Regions from separate parts of the Oryctolagus cuniculus genome. Here region 1 is linked to region 2. Evidence: chromatin contacts called from public Micro-C data. All regions are on one chromosome and are shown on one strand. Each heading gives the region's core, a stretch centred on a gene start, on an enhancer-like site or on the middle of the called end of the contact. The rest is flanking DNA. Distances are from core to core; before and after follow the strand shown. Region 1 holds the start of LOC100346422 (ATP-binding cassette sub-family A member 17). Region 2 holds the start of ATP6V0C (ATPase H+ transporting V0 subunit c).

What was found. Hi-C and Micro-C count contacts between places; a contact is called where the count stands out from the background.
Region 1: a contact with region 2 is called in a Micro-C map of ear pinna, with 3 times the contacts expected there. The contact joins the promoter of LOC100346422 here to the promoter of ATP6V0C in region 2. A contact is called at or near these places in 2 of 6 Hi-C or Micro-C datasets (ear pinna and an unstated tissue).

Annotation. Positions count from the first base shown.
Region 1 is chr19:32,960,612-32,964,599 of mOryCun1.1, forward strand. LOC100346422 (ATP-binding cassette sub-family A member 17) reads right to left here and starts at 2,363. Exons shown (of 29, transcript XM_051836206.2): 1 at 2,132-2,363; 2 at 691-778. The coding sequence starts at 697. LOC100345135 (phospholipid-transporting ATPase ABCA3) reads left to right here and starts at 2,521. Exons shown (of 32, transcript XM_070064106.1): 1 at 2,521-2,537.
Region 2 is chr19:32,798,112-32,801,673 of mOryCun1.1, forward strand. ATP6V0C (ATPase H+ transporting V0 subunit c) reads right to left here and starts at 2,206. Exons shown (of 3, transcript XM_070064099.1): 1 at 1,952-2,206. The coding sequence starts at 2,030.

The sequences.
Region 1 (3,988 bases), core at 1,113-3,612, 160 kb after region 2:
AAATTAGGAGCTGCCAAACTGGCTTCAATAAAACATAAAATGTCATAAAATATATAATATATACACATCATTATATTTATATATATATATATATATATGTCAATTGGTGTAATAGCTAGGTCCTCTACCTTTTGTAAAGCTATAGGATTTGTGTCGCCATCCACTATAGCTTTCGCTACTGATTCTGAGGAAAGACATACTTGAGCCCTGGTAACCTCAAGGGGTATACTCAGCAATGTCCTGGCAGACTTGATTATTTGCAGTATACTAATGTGATTGAGAATTCAGGCACCACGACGTGTTAGGAGTCCAGCAACCTGAACAGTCTCAGCTCTCCTGGGTGACTGAACAAATTATGATCATATATACTATATACTCAGCCCCCACTTAGAGAGGGAGCATCTAGCTTTTTTTTTTTTTTAATATTGGGCATTGAGTCCAATTTGATGACTTTTTCACTAGCTGCTAAAGGGCATCAGAAGGGTCCAGCTCACTGTAGGCAACAATTTTTAACAGGAACCCCGAGCCGGAAATCTGTGTACCAGCCACCTCTTTGCTGGTGAGCTCCAGCTCCCCGCTTAGACTGCTTATACTAATGTCGGCAGCAGAGTTGAGAACAAAGATACAAAAGTAGTACTCTTTGCAGCTCTTCATCTAGGAAATACCCTTTTCCAGTAACCTGCCTCTCACCTTTCATCTAAGCGAAATTCTGAGTCCGACAGCTTTGTTCCTCCATTTGGTTATACACAACTGGAAAGGCTGGGGAAAACTTCAAGTTCTAACCAATCCAAGTTGGAAATCACAAAAACAGGTTTTTTGGGAGGAAAAAAAAAAGATTGAAGAAGAGGCAAGGTGAAGAGAAAAGCCAGTCAGTGGGCCAGGGTCACACACTCTGGCAGGGCCCAGAGGACAGGGTCTGGGGACATGGGCTGTGCAATCTGTGACCGAGGGGGAAACGTTTTTAAGGTGTTTGCTCCCCTCCACCCATCCGGTAACTGCCTTCGATGATCTTTTTCCCCGCATGCTCATGAGACAGACTAGTCGGAAAATATTCTATCATGTATTTGGCATTTATGTGCCAGGCATTGTGATAAGCAGTTAAACAGGCATTTGCTCCCACGACCCTCAAAAACAAAAGCAAAACCCTCCAGTATTAGTATTAGTATTAGCATTATATTAGTATTAGTATTAGTATTAGTATTAGTATTAGTATTAGTATTGTTACCGGTTGAAATCTAGGGATAAGGACATGGAGCTTCAGACAGGTGACACGACACCGCCACACCAGTCCGGGCAGGCCCCCCTGACTCCGTTTAACAGGCATTTGGCTGGAACCTCCCCGCGCCAGGCGCCCTGGGACCCGGGACACCCCGGGCGGCACACACAGCCCCGTCCTCGGCGTCCGCTTCGGGGCCCACAGACCACCACGCAAGGTAGCGCAGGGCTACAACAAAAGGGGCACACGCCCGCACCCCACGGCCCGAAGGAGCCCCAGGAGCGGCGGGGCGCAGGCCGCCGGCCTCTCACCGGGGGCGCGACTCGGCGTCGGGTCCGGCGGGGAGCGGGGACCCACTGGACCCGGTCCGCGGAAACTGTTGGCCGCGCGCTGCCCAGCTCTCCGTCCGGCGGCCCCACCCGCCCAGCCCCCGCCACGCCCGGGTGACCCCGAGCCCCTGAGGCTGTGGCCTTTGACCCCGTCACGCGAACCCCCCGCCCTCCTACCTGAGGTGACCCCGGCGTGCCCCCCCTCTCCTGAGGTGACCCTGAGTCCCTGAGGCTGTGGCCTTTGACCCCGTCACCAGGAACTCCCCGCCCTCCTACCTGAGGTGACCCCGGCATTCCCCCCCCCCCGCCCTCCTGAGGTGACCCCGAGCCCCTGCGGCTGTGGCCTTTGACCCCGTCACCAGGGACCCCCCCCCCGCCCTCCTACCTGAGGTGACCCCGGCGTGCCCCCCCCCGCCCTCCTGAGGTGACCTAGACCCCAGGCCACCCCCGGGACCCCCTGGCCTGAGGTGACCCCAGCGCCTCCCCGACCCCCCTGCAGCCCGAAACTACCCCCGGGACCCCCTGGCCTGAGCAGACCCCGACCCTTTGGGACCCTCCTGCCTGTGGTGACACCACGCGGCCACACCTGGGGATGCCGGACCGCCCCTAAACCCGCGGCCAGCCCGGAAGGGCCGGATCCAGAGGGTTCCTCGCTGTCCTTAGTGACAAGAGTAACGCGCCAGGCCACGCACAGACAGCGAGGAACGGGAAACGGAAAAACGGCCCAGAGGCGTCAAAGTTCTGTTTCGGAAGCACATGTAGGCCAGCGAGTCCTGCCGGCGTCCGCCTCGCCGCCCGTGTGGGCTTCCCGGGCGTCCCGCGCGCCGCGCGCCCCCTGTCGGACACGGGCGCGGGCGGGGCACTACGCACGCGCAGTTGAGTGGGTGCGAGGGAGCCGCGTACCCGCAGGGAGGACCGAATGCGCACGCGCCGTGCAGCGCGCCCCCCTCCGGACGGAGGGCAGGCGCGGAGCACTGCGCAGGCGCGGGTCGGTAAGGCTGAGGCGGCTGAAGCTGGCGGGGGTGGTCCGGCACCTGCAGGGGCGACGGTCTGCGCACGCGCGAGCCGGCGCTCCTCCTGCAGGAGCGGAGCCGCCCCGTGCGCCCGCAGGTCGCTGGTGGCAGGTGCCTGCTCTCCGGCGGGGCGGCCTGGGCGCTGTCACCGCCGGCCGCCGCAGCCCCTGCAGGGCTGGAGCAGAACCGGGGGTGCCGAGGGAGGGGACACTGCGAGAGGGCCGCGCGCCGGCCGCCGCCGCCCCGGCGCTGAGCGTCGGTGAGTGCCGCCGGGACCCCTGTTCGCGCGCTCGCTCCCAGGCTCGCGGCTCCGGGGCCGCGTCCACGCCCGGTCGGCTCTGCCCGCCCTCGTCCTCTCCCGCAGCCCCGCACCCCCGCCCCGAGGCGTCTCCCGCAGCCCCCGCCGCGCTGTTAGATTCGGGGCGCTTTGGGTGTGTCCACTTCCCTGCGGGCGCTGCTGCAGAAACTTGGTGCCCGCGGAGCCCTTTGTGCGTGCGGAGCCGAGAGGTGGACGAAGGCGCCGTCGCAGCAGGGCGCGGGCCTCCGCGCGCCGGGGGCTGGCATGGCGCCCGCGTCCCCGGCTGGGGCGAGGCGGGGCCGCGGGGACGCCCCGCTCCTCTCGGCGCAGGTGCCCGCAGCGGCAGGGAAGCGCCCCCGCCCCGCCCTGCCCTGCCGGACTCAGCCTGCGCCCGCCCGCCTCATTCCCGACGGTCCAGCCTGAGTGGCGTGAGTGTCCGCCACCCTCCCTGGGGTGGGCGCGGGCGGGGTGCGTGCGCCTACAGCTGGGGCTCTCTTCCCGGTGGGCCCCAAGCCCCAGAGGGCAGGGCCCGGTTTGGGCGCGGGGCTCCGGCAGGTGCACTGTGTGCGTTGTGTGGGGCGCGGCCCGCTGCGCCTCCTTGGGAGTGACACAGAGAAAGCTGTCCCTCCGAGGGCTGCTCTGTGCCTCCTGGCCTGTGGGCCAGGCTCTCCACGCGAGACAGGCACCGGGAAATGCTCGCGCAGCGAGTCACGGGGTCGGGTGCAGACCCGGGCGTGGCGCAGGGGTCACCTTCCTCTGGGTCCTCCTGAGCACCCGAAGCGTTTGAATCAGGAAGTTTTGCCCCTGCCTCTTGCACACTTGGGAAGACTCCGGCCGTTTTTGAAAGTTTGCCTCGTGGAAGCGTGAGAGAAAGGGGGGAATAGGTAAAAGTGCCGCGAGAATGCCCCTCACCCCACTTCTTTAAAAATTTACTCGAGACTGCTTTTCAGTTGCACACTTGGTTACTCTGACACACGGGACACCGGTTGCTCCGCCCGCCACGCTGAGACAGGACAGCCTTAGGAACGAGAGGGGTAGTGCCTGTGCCAGGCACCCCGGGGAGCCTGTCCTGACCTGGCAGGATGCAAGGGCCTGGGTAGACTCCTGGGCTGGCCTTTGCCCCAGCAGCCCT
Region 2 (3,562 bases), core at 956-3,455:
GGGCAGGCCCAGGCCCACAGCACTGCCCACACCCAGGCTGCCGCAACACCCCTCCGGGAGGATCCTGGGAGAGGTGCAAGTGTCATGTGGCTGTGGGTGGAGAGACCAGAGGAACAAAGGCAGCAGGGCAGGGAGGGCCAGAGCAGCAGGAGGCAACAGCGGCCCAGGCCTGGGCAGCCCGCGCACGTCCAGGAGGGCCCCGGGCCCGACCAGGCGCCAACAGCGGGCCTCCTGTGGGGGCCGCAGAGGAGTCAGGAGTTCCGGAACCACCAGCAGGTAGAGGGTGCCCACAAGGAGGAAGTCATGAACGTGGAAGGAGAGCCAGTGACAGCTCTGTGGAAGACATGATGGAGGCTTCGACAGGGTGACAGTCATAAGACAAAAGGGGAAGCCGCATGTGACCGGGGCAGGGCCTTGTGCAAGGCAGGCCACGGGCTGGAGCCTGCAGTCGGCCGGCAGCGACACCTGGGCGCACGCGCGGACACGGAGCCTTGGAGAGGCCCCTAGGCCCGCAGAAGCGAGGTCTGAGGCGGTCCATCTGGCCCGAGAGCCTGGCCTCCACGGGCCTATCAGCCTGGGGCAGCTGGAGTGGAGCTGAAGCCAGCGGCCGCCCGCCCTCAACCACGGCCTCGCGGCACAGACACCACGTGCAGGGCGTGGACGGAAGGCGGCCGGGGCGCCAGGGCCACCTGGACAGGGGTCCTGCTGCCCCAGGACCCCATCAAGGGCTGCCGAATGAATGACCACCCGGTGGCCAGGGCAGCATCTCCATAGGCGCGGGGGCGGGGCGGCCCAGCAGTCTGTCCCGAGGAGCCGCCTGGGGAGAAGGGGAAGTCTAGACCACAGCAGTCCCGCCACAAATGACCCCTTCTCCCCGCAGGCTGGGAGGGGCGGCCGCTCGGCATCCCGTGACGCCCGGCAGGCCCAGGAGCACCCCGGCCCCCGGCCCACAGGTGTTTACAGTCAGCAGAGGCTGTTTGGAGTTCAAACCCTCCGCATACCTGCACCGGGAGGGTGCGGCAGGGCGGGCCGGGGCAGGGTCAGTGAAAACCTCGGGGAGGGGGGAGGCCCAGGCCAGGCCAGGCCACAGGGGCTGCGACCTGGGTTCACACTCCCGGCCTGGGCTCTCCAGGACCCTTCATGCCCAGCCTCAAACGCAGGGCCCCCAGCCCCCCACCCCGGGCTGGGCGGAGGAGGAAGGTCATTCACTCCGTGTCCATTCATCAGGTCCAGGAGGCCAGACTCCCGCCCGAGGCGCACGGCCGGCAACGCGCATGCCCCGGGCCCCCCTCGCACCCACCTCCCGGCACTGACCCGCGGCAGCCCCTCCACTCAGCTTTCCCACGCAGCCCACACAGACGGCGCGACTGGGAAACCGAGCCGAGCCCGAACCGGAAGCACCTGACCCGGGTCCAGACCCACCTGCGCCTCGCCATCCGAGCCGCCACAAAGGCGCGGCCGCGGACCCTCGCGGGAGGCACAGGCTGCCTGCGGCCAGGGCAGCGCCGGGGACGCCCCCGCCGCGCCGGGCGCCGGGGGCGGGGAGCTGTCCGAGGTGTGATGTCACACCTGCCCCCAAACGGGGCCGCGCAGAGCGGGCGCAGCGCCGCGCGCCGCCCCCCGCGCCCCCACCCCAGCCTCCCTTTCGCCTCCCGGGGCTAAGATGGCAGCGCCGCCGCCCCACCCCCGCACTGACGCGGCCCGGCGGGCAGAGCCGCGGGCACGGGACCCCCGGGACCCCCGGGACCCGCACCCTGGGCAAGCCTGCACGCCCCGCTCGCCGGACACTCGACCCCCGCCCGCCGTCCGGCGAAGCCCGGGCACCCGCGACAGCCCGGGATTGCGTCAGAGTGACGTCACACGCCGGACCCCGGCGAGCTGCGGGCACGAACCCCGCGGGCGCCGCTGGCGAACCCCCGGACCCCCGGCTCCCTCCTGCCGCGGCGCTCACCGCTGAAGATCATGGCGGACGAGGCGCCCATGACGGCGAAAAACGCAGCATACTCGGGGTTGTTCTTGGCCTCGGACATGTCTGCGGGTGGGGAGGGGCTAGCTCAGCGGGCCGAGGCGGGGGGCGCGGGCGGCGGGCGGGCGGGCGAGAAGCAGACGGACCGTCGGCGGGGAAAGCGACCCGGCTCGTCAGCCGCTGCGCTCTAAATACCAGCACCGCAGAACAAAATGGCGGCCGCGGCCGCGTCACATGACCCGGGCCCCGCCCCTGGGGCCGCGCCATTTCGCGCCGGTGGGGAGCCACGGCGCCGGGACCCCGCTGACCGCCCCGGGCCTGGGCCGCGGGAGCACGCCCGCCCGGGCTCGGACGCCTGCCCCGCCCCGGCCCGCCGCGGCCTCCGTGGTCCGCGGCCGGGCGCCGGCCGCCCCCAGAACCCTGCGGCGTTGGGCTCGTCCGGCTCCCGGGCCGGGCCGGGGCGGGGTCTGATTAGCATGCGGGGCGGGGCCTCTTGGCGCCCCGCCCCTTCTGCGGCTGCGCGGAGCCCGCAGGTGTTCGGTTCCGACAGACGCTTTTCTTCGCGTTCCTGGCGTGCATTCCCGGCGCCTCCTTGCGCGTCTGTGTTCTCACGGCCTTGGCCCAGGAACGATCCGACTCCCCCGGACGCCAGGCTGGACCTCGGGTCTCTGGGGCGAGCAGAGGAGCCGGGGCGCCGGCCGCCGCCTCCACCCGCCCGCGGCTCCCCAGCCTCTGGCTGCAGCCCTGCTGTCTTCCCGGGTCCCCTCCCCTCTCTCCTGCAGTCCCAGGCACCGCGTCCGCTGGCCCGGCTGCTGGCGACGTCGCCCCTGTCCGCACCCACGCCTCGGTGGTGGTGGTGGGGGGTGCCTGCCCCCCGAGGTGTGCGTGACTGATTGGAAACCACCGGTTTGCCACTGAGGAAGCTGTCCCGGAGGTCCGCGCGTGTGCGGGCATCCCGGGCCTCCTGCCTGTCCCGGCAGCCCCCACGCCCTTAGGTCCCCCGTCCTGGAATGGAGTCCAGCCGTTCCCAGAGCCCCGGTGGCTGCCTTGTGCCCACAGCCGGCTCTGCCTGTCTGTTCCCACCCCACCTACAGGAGCCCTAGGTGGCTGCCCCTGGCCTGCCTTGGTCTCCTTGGAGCCCCCCACCCCATGGTCTCAGGGATAGAGGCCTCTCCTTGCGTGGCCTGGGTGCTGGTGGGGTTGCCACGGCTGGCCCGGGCCTGCCACCGGTTCCACCTGCCTCTCAACAGCACAGCGGCCCTCTCGTCTGGCCAGGGCTGCCACCTCTGGCACCAGCGGCGGCAAACGTGCCCGGGGCAACCTGTCGCATAGCAGAGGCGGCTGGGAGCCTCGCCCACCTCGAGCCGTCCTGCTGGGTGCTGGCTCTTGTAAAGAGGGATCCCTGCCACTGCCTCACCCCCCCTCACCCCCTGGCTCCTTGCCCTTGCCAAGGTCACCGATGCCGGCCATGCCTCTGCGCGGAGGGACATCTGTGAGGGTGTCCAAGGGGGCCTCTGCTCCCCCAGCAGCCACCCTGCTCTCCTACTCACTCCCTCGTCCACCAGAGGTCATGGGAGGAGCAAGGGCAGGCCCAGG